Regions from separate parts of the Triticum aestivum genome. Here region 2 is linked to region 1. The links are chromatin contacts, called in public Hi-C maps. All regions are on one chromosome and are shown on one strand. The core of a region is the stretch at or near the end of the contact, and the rest is flanking DNA. Distances in the headings are between cores, read along the strand shown.

Region 1 (7,283 bases), core at 1,375-3,874:
AGATCTGCATATTTTAATAACAGTTTCTACACTTGAGGGGGAGTTTTAAAACCCACAGGAGCTTGTAGAATGATATTATGCACCTGCAGTAAGAATGCCTCAGCTCCTTTTTCCAGTAATTTGCTCATCTTCTCAGCTGGTACTTCCTGAACTTTTTCTGGTGTGTTAAAGATTGCTGCAGTAATTGTTGTTTTTCCTTGAAGTGAAAAACTAAAAGTGTTATCTGGTATGTTGAAAGTTACTGGGCTCATGAGGGTAAACCAGTCATATCCCAGAATTACATCATATCCAGGCAAAGGTAACACTCTGAAATTATACTGCAATGTGTGTTTGGCCAGCTGGAATTCACAGTTGGGCACCACAGCTTTGGAAGTTAATTTGCCACCTCCAGCTACTGCAATAAGTCTGGGTTTCACTGGCAATAAGTGACAATTAGCTTTAACAGCAAATTCTTGACTTATAAATGAAGCACTGCTGCCTGAATCCAGTAAAGCAGTTGCTCTTTTGCCATTTATGTGAATAACTACAGTTGGTGTAGGTATTGCTATTTGCTGGCCCAATGCATGAGCAGTAATGAACATTGCCTGGTCCCCTTCTTCTGGAATTTCTTCCTGTTCCTGCTGCAACACTTCTTCTTCCAACACCTCTTGCTCCATACTCTCTGGTTGTAACAAGTGAACATTGGGAATTAACTTGCACCTATGACCATGTGTCCATTTGTCTCCACATCTCCAACATTCCCCCACTTTGCGTAGTTTTGTGAATGTGTTGGAGTTATTCTCTATTTGTTTTGCTGGAGTATTCTGTTGCACAGTCACAGTGTTGCTGCTGGTTTTGTTCTGAAAGGCACCAGTATTCTTCTGATAATAATTGACAAATGTACTGGCCATTTTCTTGGGAATTGCACTGATAGGTGGATGATTGGGTTCTACTTCTTTAGCTAAACATTATGCATCAATCAAAGATTGAGGTCTCAGTGGTCTCAACTGAAATTTAATTCCATCCCTGAGACCATTTTTACATAGCACCTTATGAACCAGGTTTCTCCTAGTTCAGGGTTTTCTTCCATGACTTCTGCCATCAGGTCCTCAAATTGCTTTGTATATGCAGACACTGTACTGTTTGCTTGTTTCAAAGAAGTGAATTTTTCGGTTAGATCATAGGATCCTTGTTCTGAGAACCTCTTCACTATCTCTGCCCCAAATTGTTTCCAGGACAGTTGTTTCTTGAGCAGCCCAGATCTTCTTAACCAAACATCAGCTTCATCCACCATATATAGTTGAGCTAATGATACTTTATACTCTTCTGGAGCAGCAACCATCTAAAAATATCTGTTGCATTGTCTGATCCACCCCACTGGATCCACTCCTGAGAATTTGGGAAACTCCATTTTAGGGCCTTTAGTCAATGCTCTCATGAACTGTGCTTGCATGTCCTGTTCATAACTTCTGTGATAACCCTGCCACATCTACCTTTCTCTGTTCTGCTGATAGAACTGGTTGAATGCAGGGGTGTGGACTTGCTGTCTTGCTGTTGCCGGAATGCCCACTGCACTATGTTGTTCCAGTCGTCCCTGCGTTGCAGATCCCGGAGGTCCTTCAGCTCTATTCACTCTGATTGGTGGCAGATTTTGTAACTGAATGTCTTCTAATTGCTTAGAGTTTTCTTTCTCTGCTGCTAGTTGTTTCCGTAACTGCTCCACTCGTGCCTCTTGTTCTTGCGAGCGATCCTGGTTCAGTGTATGAGATTTGGGCACTTCCTGAGAACTGGAAGGGCGATCTGCTTGTTGTGTTGATTGCGTTGTTTTCACCAAGGTTTGAAGAACATTACTGATTACTGATAGTTGTTTACCCAAATCCAGTACCACCTTTTCCACATCGCCTACAGTAGCAGAAATCTCTCCTTGCTTAGACCCAATTGTTTGGACCTCTGTTTGGATCTTTGACACCCGAGTCTGTAACTGACTGCTGTCCTTTTGTAGGACACCAAATTCATCGCGCATGGCCAAAAATTCCTGCAGATCAGTGTCATCGATTACCTTGGAGCGTCCCATCGCCTTGATCTGAGGTATGGGTACGGAATTTTACCACTGAATTCTCAGCAACCCTCCCCAATACCGCAGATCCTGCCGCCGCCGACAATCTCGCCTCCCTGGCACACGGATCGGAGCTTAGAACACGGAATTTTTACCGAACGAACAAGATGTCCGAACAACCGCTTCTGCTCGGCCGATTTATGCCCGAATTTCACCGCCGCCTGCGCCACCACACCGGACCCCGCCACCAATTTCGCCTCGCCGCTCTCGAAAAAGGGTGGGACAAGGGTGGGAGCCGCCGCCGGGTGAAGAAATTCACCAGCAGAGCGCTTCCGCCGAAGAACTATGGCTCATGATACCAATTTGTCAGACCGGAGACGTTCTATGGACTAGTTGGTGCTAATTATCGGCAAGAGAAGGGCTAATTCTGGCCGAAATCGAAGGTATATTGCGAGTATATGGAGCTCGAGTGTTAGGGTTCTAGCCCATGATTCAGAATTGGGGAAAAGTGATAGTCGATCCCAGCCACATCCCGACTGTTATAGGTGAAAAGCTACAGCAACAGCTGGTAAAGTAAATCCAACGGTGGATATCAGCCCCGCGCAGGGGATCCATCGTGGCCGTCCGTTAACTGAAACGATATTTCCGTAACAGCTACACTGCGTTGCCTCTTGTGCCTGACATAACCTGCTTCTGAAAGCTGTATCCAAGAGCTTATCAGCCTCATCCAGGATCAAAATCTGCTTCCAAGGCACACACAAACCAAAATAACATCAACAAATGTGACACTTGTGCCAAAGCAAAAAAACAATCAAACACAGTTCCATTGTTCCCCAAACCAACCTCAAGATACTTGTACTCCAGGGTGTCCAGGCGCTCCATTATGTTGAACAGCTTCCGGGAGTGCCCACCAGTATTTTTGCGCTCTCTTCCTGCACTTTCTTGAGCTCAACCTTAATGTAATAATGTCCAATCCACCAACCAGTAGAATGGACGACACGCCCTTCAGTGTCGCCAAGAAGGGCTGCGCCACATTGTATATCTGGAAAGACAATTCTCTCGTCGCAGAGACGATGATGCCAAGAACCTACAGAAATTCGTTTCAGGATTGAACTACTACATGGATCTCATAAGCAAAACAAGAGAAAGTGACAGGAAGAGGGCACTGAGCAGTGAGGTGACCTGGTGGTGTTTGAGAGGCGGCAGAGCATCTCGACGACGGGGACGAAGAAGCCGAGGGTCTTGGCGGAGCAGGTGGCGACGTCGACGGACAAGTCCTTGTGCGACTGCACAGCGGGATGGTCGCCGCCTGCACCCGCGTGTACCACCGGAAGCCGCTGCGGCCTCGAACAGCTCCGGGTACAGGGCCATCGCCGACGGGGAGGAGGCCCATTGGGAGTTCTGCGTTGCGGCGGTCGGAGACGATTCGAGGATCGAGGGTCATGTATTATTTTGTCGCACGCAAACGGCTTCTCGTTAGCGTCTTTCACAAATACGTAACCTATACCAAGAGGCACGTTCCCTAATTTATCTGACTGATCTAAGCAAGGGATCTTAATGTAATCACACGAACACCAACAGTAATGAACATTGAACTAATGTAGATTAACCTAATTTCGCAATGATATCCCATCTCGACCCTGAGAACCATCCCTTGGCGTGGGCGATCCCCAAGAAAAGCTCTAGAAATTGATTTGGAGTAAAATTATGTCGGGATAGTCATAACTCTAATAAATGACACGATTAATTTAAGATTGGTTTGTGTTTGCTGAAGTGTGTTGTGCTAAAAACACATTTTGAGCAAAATGCTAAACTTGTTTTGTAGTATGTTGTGATAACTAGGGTAGAAAAAGTTGGTTGGCCCAAAGAGAAAAATAGGTAAAAACCATCTGAAAAAGCTTGATTATCATAATCCACCGCAACACAAAACACACGGCCTAAACATAGGGATTGCCCTCCCTAGTGTAGGTGGTACTCTTCCGTCCCATGTAGGTGACGGTTTGCATTTGGCTTCGGCTTAGACGCTTTCGAAGGCGATTTAGGGTTTCCTTGTTTCGTCCGTGCCACATTCCAGATTTTTCCCAAATCTGGTATATTGAAAAATTCACAGAGAATTAAAATTTTGCTAGGAAATACCCATGATTGCCTAGGATTGCTTGTGATTGAATTTGAATTGCTTGATGTTTCCTTAGGAAGAGTGAAAACCAAATGCAACCAGTAGAAACCTAGCTAGCCTTTGGTAGGAACCTAACCACTTTTAAAAACATTAATTGGGCATAAGGCTATCCTGATGTGGAGCATTCTATGTTCATCTCCATGTACACTCCGACTACTCTCCAAGCCCCAAGAGGACGTATGACGAAACCTCGAACATATGCCATTGGACACAAGGTGAACTCGCTCCTCTCTGAACCGTCACTTTCCACATGCGAGACATGGCTACTACCTCAAACATATGTGCTATGCATGACCAGGAACCAAGAGGAAGACCATGAAGTAGCTAGAAGCATCGGACGAGAAGGCGAGGAAGCGGAGCAAGACAAGGAGCTGCTCGGAAGCTTTAGCCACCGTCCGACGCCGGACGTTCGACTCCTAGACACTCAGCCAGCTAGAAGGGCCAGCCGACGGAAGCTACAGCGGCCGGACGACCGACAAGTATTGGACGTCTGACACATTCCAGCGATCGGACGCCCGACCGTCTCAGGATATCCGGTGCCACCACACCAGAGAAGAAACGTCGGAATTCTGATGCGCACCAGACGACCGGTCCCTCGTGAGCCTCCGGACGTCCGATGCATGGTTGTGTGCATCCGCGGGCCTTGGGCCTTGTAACTCTCTTCCACTTACCCCTTCGTGGCCCTAGACTATATATACTCCTCCACCTCCTCCTAGCTAGGGTTAGTAAAAGATTAGCTCATTTGAGATAGAACTTTGCTCATCCATCCGGATCTACTCCATCGAGAGAGACCGCTCCCTCTTCGGAGAAGATCCACCTTGGATTCAAGACCCCTTCATGGGAAGACCCCTCAAGACGTCCTCACGGAGATGAACTAGTTACCACTTGTATCGTCCTTTGTTGGATTTGGACCGTGAATCTATTTGTGTTTCGAGGATCTAGCACATGTGTGGTCGCTTCTTGTCTATTTGAGTGTTTTCTCTCATTTCCCCTCGTGATTTCCCTCGTGTTTCCCCTCGTGTTCTTCGTGTTCTTCGTAGGATCCCCTCCAATCGTGAAAGATCGGGCAACTAGGGTTCTACCCTACATCATCTTGGTATCATGAGCCACGTTGATCACGTATTTGGAGTCCCTCCCCTCGTTTTCTAGCCTTCTTTTGTTTGATTTCGTCCTAAATTTCGAAAATCCTCACCAAAAATAGTCCTATTTTTTGTGATTTGTTGGTTTGATGATGTTTTGTTGATTTTGATCCATGGATTTGCTTGGTTTCAAGTGGATCTAGCATCTCCCCAAGTTTTTCCACTTTTTATCCACTAAATCTCATCAATTTTGAGCCCAAAATCCCCAATTTCTGCCCAAAATTGCGTCCCAAAACTCGCAATTCGCGTTGACCCAGACCAACCGTACGAGCGCCACTTTACCGGACGTCTGGAGCCTCCCGAACCACCGGACATCCGACACTTCTGGACGACCGGTGCCACAGAACAAAATTAGTGGATTTCCGAGCCCGACCGGACGTCCGACGACTGGACATCCATCCATTTCCGGACGTCCGACACCTGTAGATATCAACTTCGTCCGATTCTTGTTTCAGCCATAACTAATTCATCCAAATTTCTATTTCGACGTTCTTTAGCTTGTTTTGAAGCTATTGACATCCCCATCCCACAAAAATACCACCAACATCATTTGACTCCATCAAATTTTGTGAATTTTGGCATCTTTGCCTAGGGCTTCCACCGCATCATCCGCATAACCACCATAGCCTCCCACAACCTAACCCATTTTGTTCACCATAGCATTAGTGGTTGCTTGAGTTGTGATTTGAGTCTCCTAAGGTGTTTCAGCTACTTAGGGACGGTTGCTTCTTCATCAACCACCACCACCATTTTCGCATAGGCTGTCCACCATACACTTCTGCCACCCCAACTTAACCCAATTTTGTTTGATCTTGTTTGAGTTGTGGCTTGTGTCTCCTAAGGTGTTTCGGCTACTTAGGGACGGTCACTTCAACATTGACTCGCATAACCCAATAACCCTCCATTTTTGCATTACCTACTCCAAAACCCATCATTGCATCTCCGCAATACCATTGAGCTTCGGCTACACCACCACCGCTTTCCGCTACCACCATTTGACATTTGACATTTGAGGTTTTGAGTTCGCGGTTTTTTCGTTTCCTAAGGTGTTTCGGCTAATTAGGAACGGTTCGGCATCGAGGGCACCGCCACTCATCATCGCCACGAGGTCGTCATCGACATTGACAGTAACCTCGATGAAACATTGTATATTCCCCTTGCCATTGCATTGATAACCCCTAGCCCATTTTGTGTCACTTTCCTATTGAGACTAGCCATTGAGTATTGTCGGCAACGTTACTTGTGCACATTAGTGATCATCCATTCCATTGCATACATACCATATCATATTGGTATCATCTTGGTATCATATCATCTCTTGTGTCACAAAGATTGTTCCCGCATATACACAATTGCTATCTTGGTTTGTGCATTTCGCATTGTGGCCATAAAAAAAGAGAATAAGCTTTTAAGCAAAAGAAAAAAAGAGTGAACAAAGAGCTTGTAAGCAATAGCGATAGCATCATACCACATTGCATATAAGATTGTCATATCCGATCATCTTGGATCATCTTGAGAGAAACACCGGGAACATCATACATATATAGCATACTTGGGATAGAACTTGATATATTTTGCATATCATAGGTTGTGCGCAAGTGTCGTATCCGCCTATTGAGAAATCGTGCTAGCGTCTCTCTTGAGTTGTGCAACACGAGCGTTTTCCGTGGATTCCACATTTTGTGCTCATTCCTTTGTTGCACAACCCCATTTATCTATCTGTGTGTGTGTTTCCGTGTGCCACATATTGCTTTTGGTCTACTTGTTTCACTTGCAAATTTGTGAATCTCTTTCAACATTATTGACTCTTGCTAACATTTTACATCAAAATTTTGTGCCACTATCCTCACCAAGCTCCACCATAAGCTTTACTTGTGTAGATGTGAGAAATCAACGAGATCGGTACCAATTGTGCTATTTCCTTGTTACATCA
Region 2 (7,283 bases), core at 2,373-4,872, 170 kb after region 1:
AACTGGGTGATCATAAAGATGCTCAACAGATATCTCTGAAGGTGTTTGTTGAGTTGGCATAGATCGAGATTAGGATTTCTCACTTCGAGTATCGGAGAGGTATCTCTGGGCCCTCTCGGTAATACACATCATAAGCTTGCAAGCAAACAACTAAGGAGTTAGTCACGGGGTGATGTATTACGGAACGAGTAAAGAGACTTGCCGGTAACGATATTGAACTAGGTATGAAGATACCGACGATCGAATCTCGGGCAAGTAACATACCGATGGACAAAAGGAATTACGTATGTTGTCATAACGGTTCGACCGATAAAGATCTTCGTAGAATATGTAGGAGCCAATATGGGCATCCAGGTTCCGCTATTGGTTATTGACCGGAGAGGTGTCTCAATCATGTCTACATAGTTCTTGAACCCATAGGGTCCGCACGCTTAGCGTTCGTTGACGATATAGTGTTATATGAGTAATGTGATTTGGTCACCGAATGTTGTTCGGAGTCCCGGATGAGATCACAGACATGACGAGGAGTCTCGAAATGGTCGAGAGGTAAAGATTGATATATAGGACGATGGTAATCGGGTACTTATCGGGTCACCGGAAGGGGTTCCGGGCACCCCCGGCAAAAGTTATGGGCCTTATGGGTCAAGAGAGGGAATGCACCAGCCACAAGGAGCTGGTGCGCCCCCCATAGCAGGCCGGCCTAGGAGGAGAAGGAAAGAGGGGAAGGGAAAGGAAAGTGTGGAGTAGGACTCCCCCTTCCTTCCCTCCCCCCCCCCCCTCTTTCCTTCCCCCTTGTCCAAACATCGCAGGGGGGGCGCGGCCAGGGCATGAGTCCTAGGGCTGGACGGCCACCTATGTGGTGCGCCAGGCTGCCTGCCCTCCCCGTCTCACCTATATATATGTGGGAAGGGGGCGCCTAGCACACACCAGATCAATTGTTAGTCGCGGCGTCCCCCTCCACCGTTTACACCCCCGGTCATATTTTCGTAGTGCTTAGGCGAAGCCCTGCGGAGATCACTTCACCGTCACCGTCACCACATCGTCATGTTGACGGAACTCATCTACTACCTCACTGTCTTGCTGGATTAAGAAGGCGAAGAACGTCACCGATCTGAACGTGTGCTGAACGCGGAGGTGCCGTACGTTCGGTACTAGATCGGTTAGATCACAAAGAAAGTTCGACTACATCAACCGCGCTCTCAAATGCTTCCGCTTATGGTCTACGAGGGTACGTAGACACACTCTCCCCCTCTCGTTTCTATGCATCTCCTTGATAGATCTTGCATGTGCGTAGAATTTTTTTGTTTTCCATGCAACATTTCCCAACAGCTCACTATTGCACAAAACTTATTTCAAGGAGAGGAGAAGAAGACCAAGAAAGGGAAGATCAAGAAAGGGAGACCATTTAGCTTGCCTCATTGCTATGATGCGTTGAAGGATGATGAGAAATGGAAGCCTCGTGATGGTGTCAATGATGAGGAGAGCAACAAACGCAAGCGAACTATTGATTTGGATGATGATGAGGAGGAGGCATCAAGTGATGACGGCAAGAGAAGCCCTACACTAAACTCGGTTGCGTACTCCAAGCCAAGAAGACCAAATGTATGCAAGAAAGATGGAAAAGAAAAGAAGAAGAGGAAAGGTGATGACGGGCTAAAAAATGCTATGGAAGCTATTGTGAACGTAAGAAAGGAAGTGAACGAGGTGAGGAAGATGGCAAGGAATCAAGATGCGGCAGCCGAGGAGAGGAGGGTGGCGGCCGAGGAGAGGAAGGTGGCATTGGAGGAGAAGAAATTGGCCATGAAGGAGCGAACTAGATTGTTGGAATGGGAGAAACACTCGTTCTTCATGGACACGTCCACCCTCGGTGAGAAGCAAAAGGAGTACGTCAATCTTGATCGTGAAGAAGTCTTGGTCCAAAAAAGAGCCATGGCCATGGGAGGCATGGGTGGCATGGGCGGCATGGGTGGCATGAGCGGGACTGGTGGCATGGGTGGCATGGGTGGCATGAGCGGGACTGGTGGCATGGGTGGCATGGGTGGCTTCAGGGCTACCATGGGCGGCATGGGAGGGATGGGTGGCTTCAGAGCTACCATGGGGGGGGGGCATGTGAGGCATGGGTGGCTTCGGAGCTACCATGGGAGGCATGAGTTTTGCGTCTCTCATGGGAGGCATGGGAGAACCTCCGGGTGACATGGGTGGACGCATGTCCTCCGGTGTGCCTCACATACCTTCGCATGATGTCGTTGGAGATCTTGCCACCTTCCGAGCTCCCCATGATGATGCGACGCGACACAATGAAGACGGGGAGGAAGAGTTGGACGAAGAGGAGGACGAAGATGATGATGAAGAATCGGAGGAAGAGGAGGACGAAGATGAGGATGAGACATGATTGTTGATGTGCCATTTGTTTGTGTGAACTTTTGTGTCATGAACTTGGTTGGATGATTTTGAACTTGTTTGAATGATGATGTGGGCATGATTTTGAACTATGATATGTCATGAACTTGTTTGGGTGATTTAAACTATGCCATGTCTTGTTTTGATGTTTGAAATATCATCATATTGTCTCCAAACTGAACATATGGCAAGCGTCGGCTGCTCGTGCGCGCTGTAGTTTAGCGCGTCTGCTGGAGCGGCGCGCGCGCGCTGTAGTTTAGCGCGTCTGCTGGAGCGACGCGCGCGCGCAATTTTTTGTGGCGGCCACTGCAGCCAGCGCTCCGCGGCGCGCAAAAACTGGCTATGGAGGCGTCGTAAACGCTTTTTTAACGCGCCACGCGTTGCGCTCCTGCTGGAGATGCTCTTAGCTATACTCTGAGTAACATCTCGCAATAGTTCACATTCACTTTGTGCCTTGTTCTGTTTCTCTTCTTTTTCCCTCAATCGCTATCTCTGTTTCTGTCTTCATCCTTCCGCTGTTTAGTTCGCTAGCATCTCAACTCATATTGGTTGCTCTCTCATGTTGTTTTATCTCCTAGCATACAATATGACCATTGTGATCATTAAGATTGTGAACTATTATTCTCGAACGATTAATATATTTCCTCAAGAGATTTGTTTAGCTCGCTCTCTTTATCTCTCGTTAAGTCCAGTTCTGGCTATTTGTCTTCAGTGTTTGACATACTCAGTTTATTCCGCTGTTGTGTTTGGGTTTGGTTCAAACTTTCACAAATTTTTTGAATCTACCCATACCCCCCCCCCCCCCCCCCCCCTCTCCGCGCATGGATATACTCTCGGTTCTAACATAGTTTACATTGAAGATGTTGTATTTTAGGGGAAATTTGAGTGCTAGCGTTGGATGACCGGTTGTAGGGACTGCTGCTGAGCTCGGTGCAATTTCCATTCATAAGATCAATGTGTTCCTGACTTCGTGTGCCATGATTCCCCTCCACTTACTCACGTGCATGCCTTCCTTTTCCCTCGTGCACACATGATTCCCCATGGTTGATCCAGAGGTAAAGCGAATCCTATCATCATCAACACAATATTAGCAAAAGCCTTAAGACACGCACACACACCGTGGGTTAACCGACCGATGATGTTTCTAATACTCCTACACACACAACAAAAGCCATCTTTATCGAGCTTTTTACCTCCAAAAGCCACAATGGCGCACGCTCTCTTTCCTTTCCTCAAACACCTTTCGTGCTACTAAGCACAGACCATCCAACGTGAGGGAGACCATGAGTCAATGACATTCCTCATCGGCGTCCCCGTGCCAGCCATGCCAGTGGCGATGGATCGCATGCTCCTCCTCGTCGTCTTCCTCCTCCTCTCGTCGACGTACACGACGACGACCGTGTCCGCGGGAACCGGCGACGACGCGGGGGCGCTCCTCCGCTTCAAGGCGTCCGTCCACAAGGACCCTAGGAGCGTGCTCTCGTCTTGGCAATGGCAGCAGCAAGGGTCGCCCGGCGGTGGTGGTAGTGGTAATGGCACGTGGTGCAGGTGGTACGGGGTGACGTGCGACGGCGAGGGGCGGGTGGAGGGGCTCAACCTCGCCGGTTGCGGCCTCTCCGGGCGCTCTTCGTTTGCAGCGCTCGCTTCCATTGACACGCTGCGCCACCTCAACCTCTCCGGCAACGCCCAGCTCCGCGCCGACGCCGCTGGGGACATTCCCATGCTCCCCCGTGCGCTGCTGACGCTCGACCTCTCCGACGGCGGCCTCGCCGGCAGCCTCCCCGCCGACATGCAGCTGGCGCACTACTACCCCAACCTCACCGACGTCCGCCTCGCGCGGAACAACCTCACCGGCGCTCTCCCTCTTAACCTACTGTCTCCGCCGAGCACGATTCAGGTGTTCGACGTCGCCGGGAACAACATGTCCGGGGACGTCTCCGGCGCGTCGTTCCCCGACACGCTGGTCCTGCTCGACCTCTCCGCCAACCGTTTCACCGGCACGATCCCGCCGTCCTTCTCCCGCTGCGCCGGCCTCAAGACGCTCAACGTATCCTACAACGCCCTCGCCGGCGCGATCCCGGAGTCGATCGGCGACGTCGCTGGCCTCGAGGTGCTCGACGTCTCGGGGAACCGCCTCACCGGCGCCATCCCACGCAGCCTGGCCGCGTGCTCGTCGCTGCAGATCCTCAGAGTCTCGAGCAACAACATCTCCGGCTCTATCCCGGAGTCCCTTTCGTCGTGCCGCGCGCTCCAGCTGCTCGACGCGGCCAACAACAACATCTCCGGCTCGATCCCGGCCGCGGTGCTCGGGAACCTCACGAAGTTGGAGATCCTGCTTCTCAGCAACAACTTCATCTCGGGATCGCTCCCGAGCACCATCTCTGCCTGCAACAGCCTCAGGGTCGCCGACCTCAGCAGCAACAAGATCGCCGGTGCGCTGCCCGCCGAGCTCTGCAGGGGCGGCGCGGCGCTGGAGGAGCTCCGGATGCCGGACAACCTCCTCACCGGCGCGATCCCTCCGGGTCTGGCCAACTGCTCGCGCCTTCGGGTGATCGACTTCAGCATCAACTACCTGCGCGGCCCGATCCCGCCGGAGCTCGGCATGCTCCGTGCCCTGGAGCAGCTCGTGACGTGGCTCAACCAGCTAGAAGGCCAGATCCCCGCGGAGCTCGGGCAATGCCGGAGCCTCCGCACGCTCATCCTCAACAACAACTTCATCGGCGGCGACATCCCCGTCGAGCTCTTTAACTGCACCGGCCTCGAGTGGATTTCGCTGACGAGCAACCGGATCAGCGGCACGATCAGGCCGGAGTTCGGCCGGCTGTCCCGGCTCGCCGTGCTACAGCTGGCGAACAATAGCCTCGTGGGCGACATCCCCAAGGAGCTCGGCAACTGCAGCAGCCTGATGTGGCTGGACCTCAACAGCAACAGGCTCACCGGCGTGATCCCGCACCGCCTCGGCCGGCAGCTCGGGGCGACGCCGCTGAGCGGCATCCTGTCCGGCAACACGCTGGCGTTCGTCCGCAACGCTGGGAACGCGTGCAAGGGCGTGGGTGGGCTGCTGGAGTTCGCGGGCATCCGGCCGGAGCGGCTGCTGCAGGTGCCCACCCTCAGGAGCTGCGACTTCACGCGGCTCTACTCCGGCGCGGCGGTGAGCGGGTGGACGCGGTACCAGACGCTGGAGTACCTGGACCTCTCGTACAACAGCCTCGTAGGCGCCATCCCGGAGGAGCTGGGCGACATGGTGCTGCTCCAGGTGCTCGACCTGGCGAGGAACAACCTCAGCGGCGAGATCCCGGCGTCGCTCGGCCGCCTCCACGACCTCGGCGTGTTCGACGTGTCGCACAACCGGCTGCAGGGCAGCATCCCGGACTCCTTCTCCAACCTCTCCTTCCTCGTGCAGATCGACGTCTCCGACAACGACCTCGCAGGCGAGATCCCGCAGCGCGGGCAGCTCAGCACGCTGCCGGCGAGCCAGTACGCCAACAACCCTGGCCTCTGCGGCATGCCGCTGGTGCCGTGCAGCGACCGGCTCCCCAGGGCGAGCATCGCGGCCTCCTCCGGCGCGGCAGCTGAAAGTAGTAGCAGTAGGTGGCCTCTGCCGAGGGCGGCGTGGGCGAACGCCGTGCTCCTGGCCGTGATGGTCACCGCCGGGCTGGCGTGCGCGGTGTCGATCTGGGCGGTGGCGGTGCGCGTGCGGCGGCGGGAGGTGCGGGAGGCGCGGATGCTGAGCAGCCTGCAGGACGGGACGCGGACGGCGACGACGTGGAAGCTGGGCAAGGCGGAGAAGGAGGCGCTGAGCATCAACGTGGCCACCTTCCAGCGGCAGCTCCGGAAGATCACATTCACGCAGCTGATCGAGGCCACCAACGGCTTCTCGGCCGCCAGCCTGATCGGCTCCGGCGGGTTCGGCGAGGTATTCAAGGCGACGCTCAAGGACGGCTCCACGGTCGCCATCAAGAAGCTGATCCCGCTGAGCCACCAGGGGGACCGCGAGTTCATGGCGGAGATGGAGACGCTGGGCAAGATCAAGCACCGGAACCTGGTGCCCCTGCTCGGCTACTGCAAGATCGGCGAGGAGCGGCTCCTCGTCTACGAGTACATGACCCACGGCAGCCTGGAGGACATGCTCCACCTCCCGGCCGACGGCGCGCCGGCGCTGACGTGGGAGAAGAGGAAGACGGTGGCGCGCGGGGCGGCCAAGGGGCTGTGCTTCCTGCACCACAACTGCATCCCGCACATCATCCACCGCGACATGAAGTCCAGCAACGTGCTCCTCGACGGCAGGATGGAGGCCCGCGTCGCCGACTTCGGCATGGCCAGGCTCATCAGCGCGCTCGACACGCACCTCAGCGTCAGCACCCTCGCCGGGACCCCCGGGTACGTGCCGCCGGAGTACTACCAGAGCTTCCGGTGCACCGCCAAGGGCGACGTCTACTCCCTCGGCGTGGTGCTGCTGGAGCTGCTCACCGGGCGGCGGCCCACCGACAAGGAGGACTTCGGCGACACCAACCTCGTCGGCTGGGTGAAGATGAAGGTCAGGGAGGGCGCCGGGAAGGAGGTCGTGGACCCGGAGCTCGTCGCGGCCGCGGCCGGCGACGAGGAGACGGAGATGATGAGGTTCCTGGAGATGGCGCTGCAGTGCGTGGACGACTTCCCGTCGAAGCGGCCCAATATGCTGCATGTGGTCGCCGTGCTCAGGGAGATCGACGCGCCGTCGTCGCAGCCTCCTTTGCCAACGGCAGGCGCGTGCAATGGTCATGGCCACGACGCATAGCAAGGAGGCCTCCATGGTTTTTAGTGTTGTAATTGCTGCTTATATGTGTTGCAATATGGTGTATACAATTGTTGTACGTAACATTTTGCCTTGAGTTGGACTAATA

The links. A called contact is a pair of places that touch in the nucleus more often than the background predicts.
Region 2: a Hi-C map of leaf shows a contact between it and region 1, with 10 times the contacts expected there. The contact joins the promoter of LOC123068837 here to the enhancer-like site in region 1. A contact is called at or near these places in 4 of 5 Hi-C or Micro-C datasets (leaf and an unstated tissue).

The regions. Positions count from the first base shown.
Region 1 is chr3B:94,204,332-94,211,614 of IWGSC CS RefSeq v2.1, forward strand. It overlaps the pseudogene LOC123067358. Among protein-coding and RNA genes, the nearest start is that of LOC123068836, 85 kb to the left of the region's middle. Within about 2 kb of position 2,625, at least 4 of the 8 cell types and tissues checked have an H3K27ac peak or open chromatin away from gene starts, as enhancers often do.
Region 2 is chr3B:94,371,832-94,379,114 of IWGSC CS RefSeq v2.1, forward strand. It overlaps LOC123068837 (brassinosteroid LRR receptor kinase BRL2-like), which reads left to right and starts at 3,623. Exons shown (of 1, transcript XM_044491517.1): 1 at 3,623-7,283. The coding sequence starts at 3,692. The coding sequence ends at 7,177.